Regions from separate parts of the Mus musculus genome. Here region 2 is linked to region 1. Evidence: chromatin contacts called from public promoter capture Hi-C data. All regions are on one chromosome and are shown on one strand. The core of a region is the stretch at or near the end of the contact, and the rest is flanking DNA. Distances in the headings are between cores, read along the strand shown. Region 1 holds the start of Ap3d1 (adaptor-related protein complex 3, delta 1 subunit). Region 2 holds the start of Ncln (nicalin).

Evidence for each region. Promoter capture Hi-C pulls out the DNA fragments that hold promoters and counts their contacts.
Region 2: a contact with region 1 is called in a promoter capture Hi-C map of neural stem cells. The contact joins the promoter of Ncln here to the promoter of Ap3d1 in region 1. A contact is called at or near these places in 2 of 39 promoter capture datasets (liver and neural stem cells).

The regions. Positions count from the first base shown.
Region 1 is chr10:80,740,279-80,744,096 of GRCm38.p6, forward strand. Ap3d1 (adaptor-related protein complex 3, delta 1 subunit) reads right to left here and starts at 1,997. Exons shown (of 31, transcript NM_007460.2): 1 at 1,618-1,997. The coding sequence starts at 1,713.
Region 2 is chr10:81,494,482-81,498,711 of GRCm38.p6, forward strand. It overlaps Ncln (nicalin), which reads right to left and starts at 1,882. Exons shown (of 14, transcript NM_134009.3): 1 at 1,599-1,882. The coding sequence starts at 1,782. S1pr4 (sphingosine-1-phosphate receptor 4) reads right to left here. Exons shown (of 1, transcript NM_010102.2): 1 at 3,264-4,230. The coding sequence ends at 3,997.

The DNA of each region.
Region 1 (3,818 bases), core at 747-3,246:
AGGAACTTGAAGGTGTCCCTGAGGAGGGACAGAGGACCCAAGCGGTCTCAGTGTGTCTTGTACAGACTGGCCAGCCATGGTGGGAGAGATGGCTCAGCAGTTAAAGGTAGACTCACAACCAAAATCTTAGAATGGCTGAGCAGTCAGCAGCAGGAGCCACATAGAAGCTGAGGGCTTGGAGGACTTTCTGTGCCTGCCTAGCTCTGCACTACTGAAAGAGCTTTCTGCAGACTACATGCAAGACAGTACAATGAAACTCAGTATCAAATGTAATACACACCAATTTTTAAAAAGCACCTCCACCATTACCCCACAGACACCTGTGGGACACTCACAGTCTATGTACACCAATTCCCAATGAAGATTTGAGATTTGCGGGATGGGAAGGTAGGGGACGTGAAGAGCAAAACATAACAGAGGCCTGAGGCCCTGGGCACACATACCTTAAAATCAGTAATCCCAACACTAAGAAGACTGAGGCAGGAGTACCATGAGCCAGCCCAGGTTATGTCCCTAGCTAGAGTCTGTTTCAGGTACTCAAACTAGAATGTGACCTGTCCCCAGGGTCCTAGAACAGCTGCCCAGGGAACATTCTCTGTACGGGAAGGCAAGAAGGGAATGTGGAAGCCCTCTTGAGAGCAAAGAGGGCCACAGTACAAAGGAAATATCACATAGGGCAGTCCACACCCAGCAAAACGCAGGCCAACCAGCTATTTCAACTGAAGTAACAGCCAGGGAGAGCAGGGAGGGTACAAACCACACCAGGTAGGGTAGAAGGGAAGAGGGCTACAGAGAAATGACTGTCCCAGCTAGGGACAGGCACCCTCTTTCAGCATGGCCTTCCAGCCCAGGAGGAGGCCTGCGTCTTTCCACTGAGCCAGGCACTAAGTAGTCACTCTATCACTTCTTCCTTAATCTAGGTCACAGGCTGTGGGGAGGAAAGGAAGCAGCGCTTGTAGTCTCAGTGTAACTTCTGGAAAAATCGCTTCCACACCCTGACTTCTGCCTTCTTTGAGCTTCCAGTTTTGAAGTCAGGCTTCCCCATTCCAAGATGCCCCTAGGTCCTGCACACACTAATAGTTCAGGGGATCTGGGGCAGGAAAACCTGGCAGGGTTCCCAAGGAAGCCCAAGACAGCCACCCGGGCCTGTGCTTTCCTGACAAGGGGATTTCTCCATGGGAGACACGTAGACCTATGACAGGATTTTTCTGTGAGGGTCCCCGATTCCTCCATATGGGATCCAGAAACTAGCTCAAGTGGGGGAACCTTTGCCTAAGTAAGTCTTCTTCAAGAAGGTAAACTCAGGCTCTAGCAGTGGCATCCAACTTCAAGACCTAAAACGCTGAGGCCTTTAGGGCAAGGACTGCTCCAAGTGGACAATTTGGAGGTTCAGGGAGTGGCCCCTAGTTACAACAGACGAGACACCTGAGCCATTTTGGACAGCGCCTGTTTCAAGCTGCTGGGGGTAAACTGAGGCCAGGGGAAGGAGAGGCTGTGCAGAGCCGCAGCTCTGGAACAGGCAGGACGGGAAAGGCGATGGGGTCGAGGAAGACGGCTCCACGGCGGGCCAGAGGCAATGGGGGGAAAGCCCGGCAGCCCCGCTCCGCGCCGGCTCACCTCGTCCTCCTTGTGGTTGCGGATGCCGCGGACCAGATCCTGCAGGTTCTTATCGAACATGCGGTCGATACTGCCCTTGACCATCTTGAGGGCCATCGCGGCGGCCCGTGGGCTGCGGCCTCCGAGGGAAACGCCGCTGCCGCGGCCCTAGAAGGTGCGGGGACCCGGCGACCGCACCTCAGGCAACCGCCCCGCTGTGTTTCCGGCCGCCGCGGAGGGGACGCCGTGGAGGCCAGAGCGACGGCTGTAGCCGGAGAGCAGTCTGAGGAGAAGGGGTAGCCAGTAAGCCCGCCCCCCCCAGCTTCCACAGACCCTTCCCAGCTTAGGGCCGCTGCAAATGGCGGCCAAGATGGCGGTGGGTCAGCTGACGGAGAGCCTCAGCCTCCCGGAAGCCCCGCCTCACCGAAAAGCCCAGCCCCACATTGCAGTTTCCTTGACAACCACACGCCACCCAATAGGAAAGCAGACACCACCCTTTGACGCCTAGCAGCCCACCCCTTCCTCTGCAATGCCTTGCAGCCTCATTGGTGAACAAGAACTCCACAGACGTCCTAACCACGCCCCTAAGGGAAAATCGAGAGCAGGTCTCCCCACTCGCTAAATGACAGCAGTGGGCGTGGTCTTATCTGGTGTGGGCGTGGCTAGAGGAGGGCGGAGCTCCACGTGGAGCTTTTTCTGCAAGGTCCTGGCCAAATATATCCAGCCCAGCCTTTTCTGAATTTAAGTGGTGACTTGGGAATCAGTGTCAGGAGTCAATCACACCAGCAATCCAACCGGCCGGCCTGTGAAACCCTGTCTGTAAAACCAGCACAAGGCTTGGATGGTGGACACCATACAGGAGAAACTGTGGTGGGCAAGTGACTTTGCTGGAGATGGTCCACCGTTTTGCACAGCTGTGATGCATGTTCCTAGAGAGGCACTGCCCCCCGGAGGCGTTCGTCTCTGGATTACTTCTTGGTGCTGCAGTGCCTCCTCATGTTTTTCATTGTTATATGCCTCCCATATCTAGTACGATGTGAATGGGCACCAGGAGACCCTCACTGCCTAGAGTCTGCTGTGGTTGCTTATTGGGAGACAGCCCACTCGATTGGGCAAGTCTCCTGCAGATTAATATAAAGATGAACTTTCATAAAATAGATGAATTAATGATTTTATAGAATTTCTTATTTGATTAAAATAGTTTTAAGATGTTAGGGTAGGTGATAGAAAGTTTAAGGAGGGGCTGGTGAGATGGCTCAGTGGGTAAGAGCACCCGACTGCTCTTCCGAAGGTCCAGAGTTCAAATCCCAGCAATCACATGGTGGCTCACAACCATCCGTAAAGGAGATCTGACTCCCTCTTCTGGAGTGTCTGAAGACAGCTACAATATATTTCCATATAATAAATAAATACATCTTAAAAAAAAAAAAAGAAAGTTTAAGGAGATGGTTTAGATTGTTTTGCCAGAAAGATATAGTAAAGTTAGCATTAAGCATAGAATGTGTCCCCTCCTTTGGCTGCAAACGTTAAATAAGGAACACAGTGAGCTTTCGTGTGTTACAAGCATGTAATTGTACTTGAAAGACAAAATAGGCTTGGGACTAATTTTTTTTTTTTTGGTGCACAAACACTTTTATTTATTTATTTATTTACTTATTTATTACATGTAAGTACACTGTAGCTGTCTTCAGACGTACCAGAAGAGGGCATAAGATCTCATTATGGGTGGTTGTGAGCCACCATGTGGTTGCTGGGATTTGAACTCCGGACCTTCTGAAGACCAGTCGGGTGCTCTTACCCACTGAGCCATCTCACCAGTCCCCTGGCTTGGGACTAATTAATGATCAAAGAAGACATTCATTTTAGGTTAGGTCCGAGTCCCTGGATCATGTGATCCAAGAATGTGGTCCCATGTTTAAATAATTATACTATGAGTATAAGAGTAGAGAATAGGTAATTAGCCAGTTTAGCTGAACAGCACTTCAAAAATAATATGGAAGATAGATTACCTGTTTCTTTTGTTTGTTTGGTTGGTTTTGGTTTTTTGAGTCAGGGTTTCTCTGTGTAGCCCTGGCTGTCCTGGAACTCACTTGGTAGACCAGGCTGGCCTCGAACTCAGAAATCTGCCTGCCTCTGCCTCCCAAGTGCTGGGATTAAAGGCATGTGCCACCACACCCGGCTGAACTTCCCTTTCTGGACATTCAGCAGGAACACTAAGTTTT
Region 2 (4,230 bases), core at 632-3,131, 750 kb after region 1:
CCAGTTCAGAGATACCATAAAGGCAGTGGACAATCAGCAGGCTTCTCCCCGATGCCGGCTGCTCAACTCAGTGGTGTCAATGACCTCATGACAATAAAACTTTATCCACAACCAGGGAGGCCAAGCCTCACCAGTTGGCTCCAGGTTAGTGAGGCAAAGCTGAGCCTGAGGGCCACCGAGCCACTAGGAAGGCTAAAATGCTGAAGTTCTGTTCCAAGGCCCATGATGATAAGAAGACATGCCCTAAGAAGGCCAGAGTCCACAACAGGAGGGATGGTAGCCGGTGTCACAGTCACACCCACAAGTCTCGTTTCCCACCAGCGTTGGTTATTTCTCAACAAGGCCCAGGGGAAGTTGGGTAAGGAGAGGTGCGGAAAGGCTGTGGAGTGGCCAGGGGCTGAGGAACTCAAAGAACTTATGCCCAGGGTTTCTAAAGACCTGCTCTGGCTGGCTGCCCCATCACGAGTCCTCCAGGGTGTAGACAAGATGCAAGAGCCCATTAGTTCTTAACCAGCCAAGGATGGGTGAGAAAGTCACGTTAGGCATCTGGTCCACAATACATGAGCTTATTCACAGACCGGCCCACCCAAGATTCTGTGCATGTGAGACCCAGACATGGAAATGCATGGTCTAGGAACTGCCCTCCAGATCGCGGAATGCTCTGGAACAACTGTGGGAGCTCAGAAGCTATGCTTCACAGCTTAGTGGTGTCCACGGTTCCCCCGCCATCAGTGACACCCCACAGTGGCAGTTTAGCAGGTGGCCCTTCCGAAGATACCAGGCCACAAGGATCTGCAAGCAAATGCTTACGACATTGGGACACCTGGCCACCTACTCCTTGGCCTAGGGTAAGGTCCCCCACCCCAGGGTGCTCTACATGCCAGGGCACTGTTCTGGGGCCACTGTTCTGGGTCCTGCAAGGTGCTGGGCAGCCACCTGGCCTCGACCCCTTAGAGCTCCCCGAGCTGGGGCAGCAACATGACCCCTGCCATGGCAACACAGTTTTAAAGAGAAATTAATGCAATTCTGGGTATAGGGGCCACATAGGCTTGGGTGCACACACCAGGCTGCCACACCCGCTCAAAAATGGGGGCCCGGCCTTGGCATTCAGGCAAAGACAGTATCAAGGCTGAGAGGCAAACCAAAGAGCAGGGTGCGGGAAGCTCTGAGAGGCCCCAAACCTAGGCATGGGGACAGAGATCCTGGGGAACCCTGGCGAGGAGTGGGGAGCAGAGCAAAGGGGTGAAAGTATGGTACTGTGGGAACCAAGGCCCCAGGAAACCCCAGGACACCAGGCCCGGGGGCTGACGCCGGCCTGAGAGTGGTCTGAGGCAACCGCTGACAGAGAGGGATCAGGGTGACATGGGATCGAGGAGAGATAGGAATCAGGGTGGCGATGATGGGATGGGGTGACAGGAGTCAGTGAAACAGCAGGGGAACTGAGGGAACAGAGCTGCCAGGAACAGTAAGTCAATGGGGAGACCGGGATAGCAGTCGGAGTTCCTCTGCCTGACAGTGGGAGGATCGCAGTGACTGGGGGACTAGTGTGGCAGTAAGGGGGACGGCGGCGTCAAGAGAAGAGGTCAGGGGTCGCGCACCGTATGGCTGGCCCTGCAGGTCGTACTGCTGCATGCGGTACACGGTGAACTCGTGCGCGGCGTCGGCGGCGGGCAGCGGCGGCGCCACGAGCAGCAACACGGCGGGCAAGAAGACGATAAAGCCGAGTGGCAGGCACGACGCCTTCAGCACGTTCTCGAGCACCTCGCCCGCTTCCTCCAACATCCCGGCGGGCGGCAGGCCGCAAAGGCGGCAGCGACGGAGGGCGACGGGAAGCGGCCGAGGCTCGGCGGACTCAGCTCGGCATGGGCGGCTGCTGAGGTCCTTCGGGGAGAGCCACGAACAGCCCGCGCCTGCCCTAGGGTCCTTCGGGCAGCACTGCGGACGGCCCTGTCTGCCGCGCCGCCTTCTGGGAAATGTAGTCTTTCTTGTGAGCGAGCCTCGTTTTAAACGGCTCCGCGCGCTGTGGAACCCTGGGAGTTGTAGGCACACTTAGACTCGCACTAGGGCCTCTCGGAAGCTGTGACAGTCCTTATGCGCGGAGCCCCCTGGAAGTTGTAGTCCCACTGTGCCGCTCCTAGAAGCTATGGTGGACAATCTACTGCTACTGAACTCATCCAAGCCGCAAAACACAGATGACTTACAAAGCTATTAAAAACCATTCCCAGTAAATCTTGTTTAAGCCCCATGTTTGGAGTCGTTAATGAAAGGACAATCCAAAACCTAAAGTGCAGGACGTGACCGTTCGACCCGGAAAGATGTAGGAAAGGAAAGAGAAAGTGCCCGCCTGGTGCCTTGTTTCTCTGGGAATTGTAGTCCTATCGGGCAAGCACAAAGGAATATGGGAACTAGAGTCGTTCTTTTAGTCTTTGAAAGGAGAGGGGATTAGAATGCGAGAAAATAAAATAAAATAAAATAAAAGAGAAAGAGAGAGAGGTGAGGCCTTTGTCTTGAAGGTGCTAGCTCTCTGATCACAAGACACTCTGACTACAGGTGTTCTACAGGATTTAAGTGAATGAGTGAAAAGCTGGTTAAAAAAATAATATTCGGGGCAGGTGGTAAGGTAGGAAGGCAAGAATTGGCGCGGACTTTAATGGCAGTGGGGAGATCAAGATAGCTAAAATGAGACTAGTGTGACGATGGGAGGTCTTTAGTATCCCTGTTCATACTTGGGACATATTTAACCTAACATTTTTGGTTTGCCCTATTGCAACTTCAATGGATTTGACTAGTCCCTGTGTCTTGGGGTAAGTTAAGATGTGAATTAAAATTATATGTCACTCACACCTCTAGAAATACAATAAATAAGAAATAAAAGACCAGACACTGCCACCCACCCACTGGCAGCCACAGGTGGGAATTTGATATGCAAACTGGCATGAACTGACTTTGAGTAAGATTCGCGACTGGTGAGTGCTGGCTTTCGAAGCCTGTGGAGAACTTGGGGATGGTGCCTTCTCTGAAGACCATTTGCCTTAGGTAAGAAAACAGATTCTAAGACTCAAACTTGTGGTCCTTTCCCCCGGGTGAGTGATAACTGCCAACTGTATACCGAGGCCACAGACAATCAGAACTGAAAGTGTAGAAAAGAAAACAGATGATGTGTGTCCAACAGCGTGAACTTCTGCCATCTATAACTGTGACAATCCCTACCATCCTAGAGTCACTGCCAGCGCGCCTCGGTTACAATACACTGAGAAACGGAATGTGGAGGTTTCGTTCATTTTAATGAATTTTATGCAGCCATGCATGGCTTGCAGCTGCACTATCACATGGTAGGGTCCACAGCTCCCTGCCACAGCATATCTCCGTGATTCAGAACAGGAAGGGCGAGGCTGCGGGGTTACAGGACCAGTTGAGATTGCCCCAGACCTGGAGTGGGTGGCTCTATCCTCCCCACACAGAGACAGAGAACCTGAACTGGAGGAGGGAGGCCATCGGGGGCAGGCTGCTTGTCCCAATGTAGAAGTCATTGAGAAGAGGGGTGGATGACAGACTGGTGTGCCCTCCAGGCCCCCTTTCATTCTTAAACACGTCAAGTTGCCCTCAAACAAATGGTGCAGGTCCACCCCCATCCCAGCACACCCCCAAAGCACTGTATACCAGTGGGTATGACCAGGAGACACATTACAGTAGCCTGGGCATTGACCTGAACACATGTGACTAAGACAGAACCACAAAGCTCTGTCCTGTCCATGGCCTCGGACATGGCACATCCCCTTTGCTGCCTGGGCGGGGGGGAGGGGCCCTTCAAGGCCCAGACTCACTGGCTCTGGCTCCAGCCACTCTCTGCCAAACATTCATCACGGGGAATTTTGTGGAAGGAACCCGGGGCTTGCTGTCATGTTCTCAGTCACCATCAGGCAAGGTTCTTGTGTCCTGTCCCTTCTCACCTCGTCTGGGAGGGCCTGCTCAGTGGGCAACTGGCTGGTCCAAGCTCTAGGTGCTGCGGACGCTGGAAATGCTGGACAGCGGCTCTCTCATCCTGAAGCTGAGTGACCGAGAAGTCCGAAAACTGTCCCTGGGCCTCAGGGAGCTGTCAGTGGTGGATGCACCGGAGTGGGCCTCGGTGATCCGGGTCAGGCAGTCTCCTGGACCTCGCAGACCTAGCCAGAGACAGCCGCAGCACAGGAAGGCCAGCACAGCGCGCTGCACCTCACGGCTGCGGAAGGA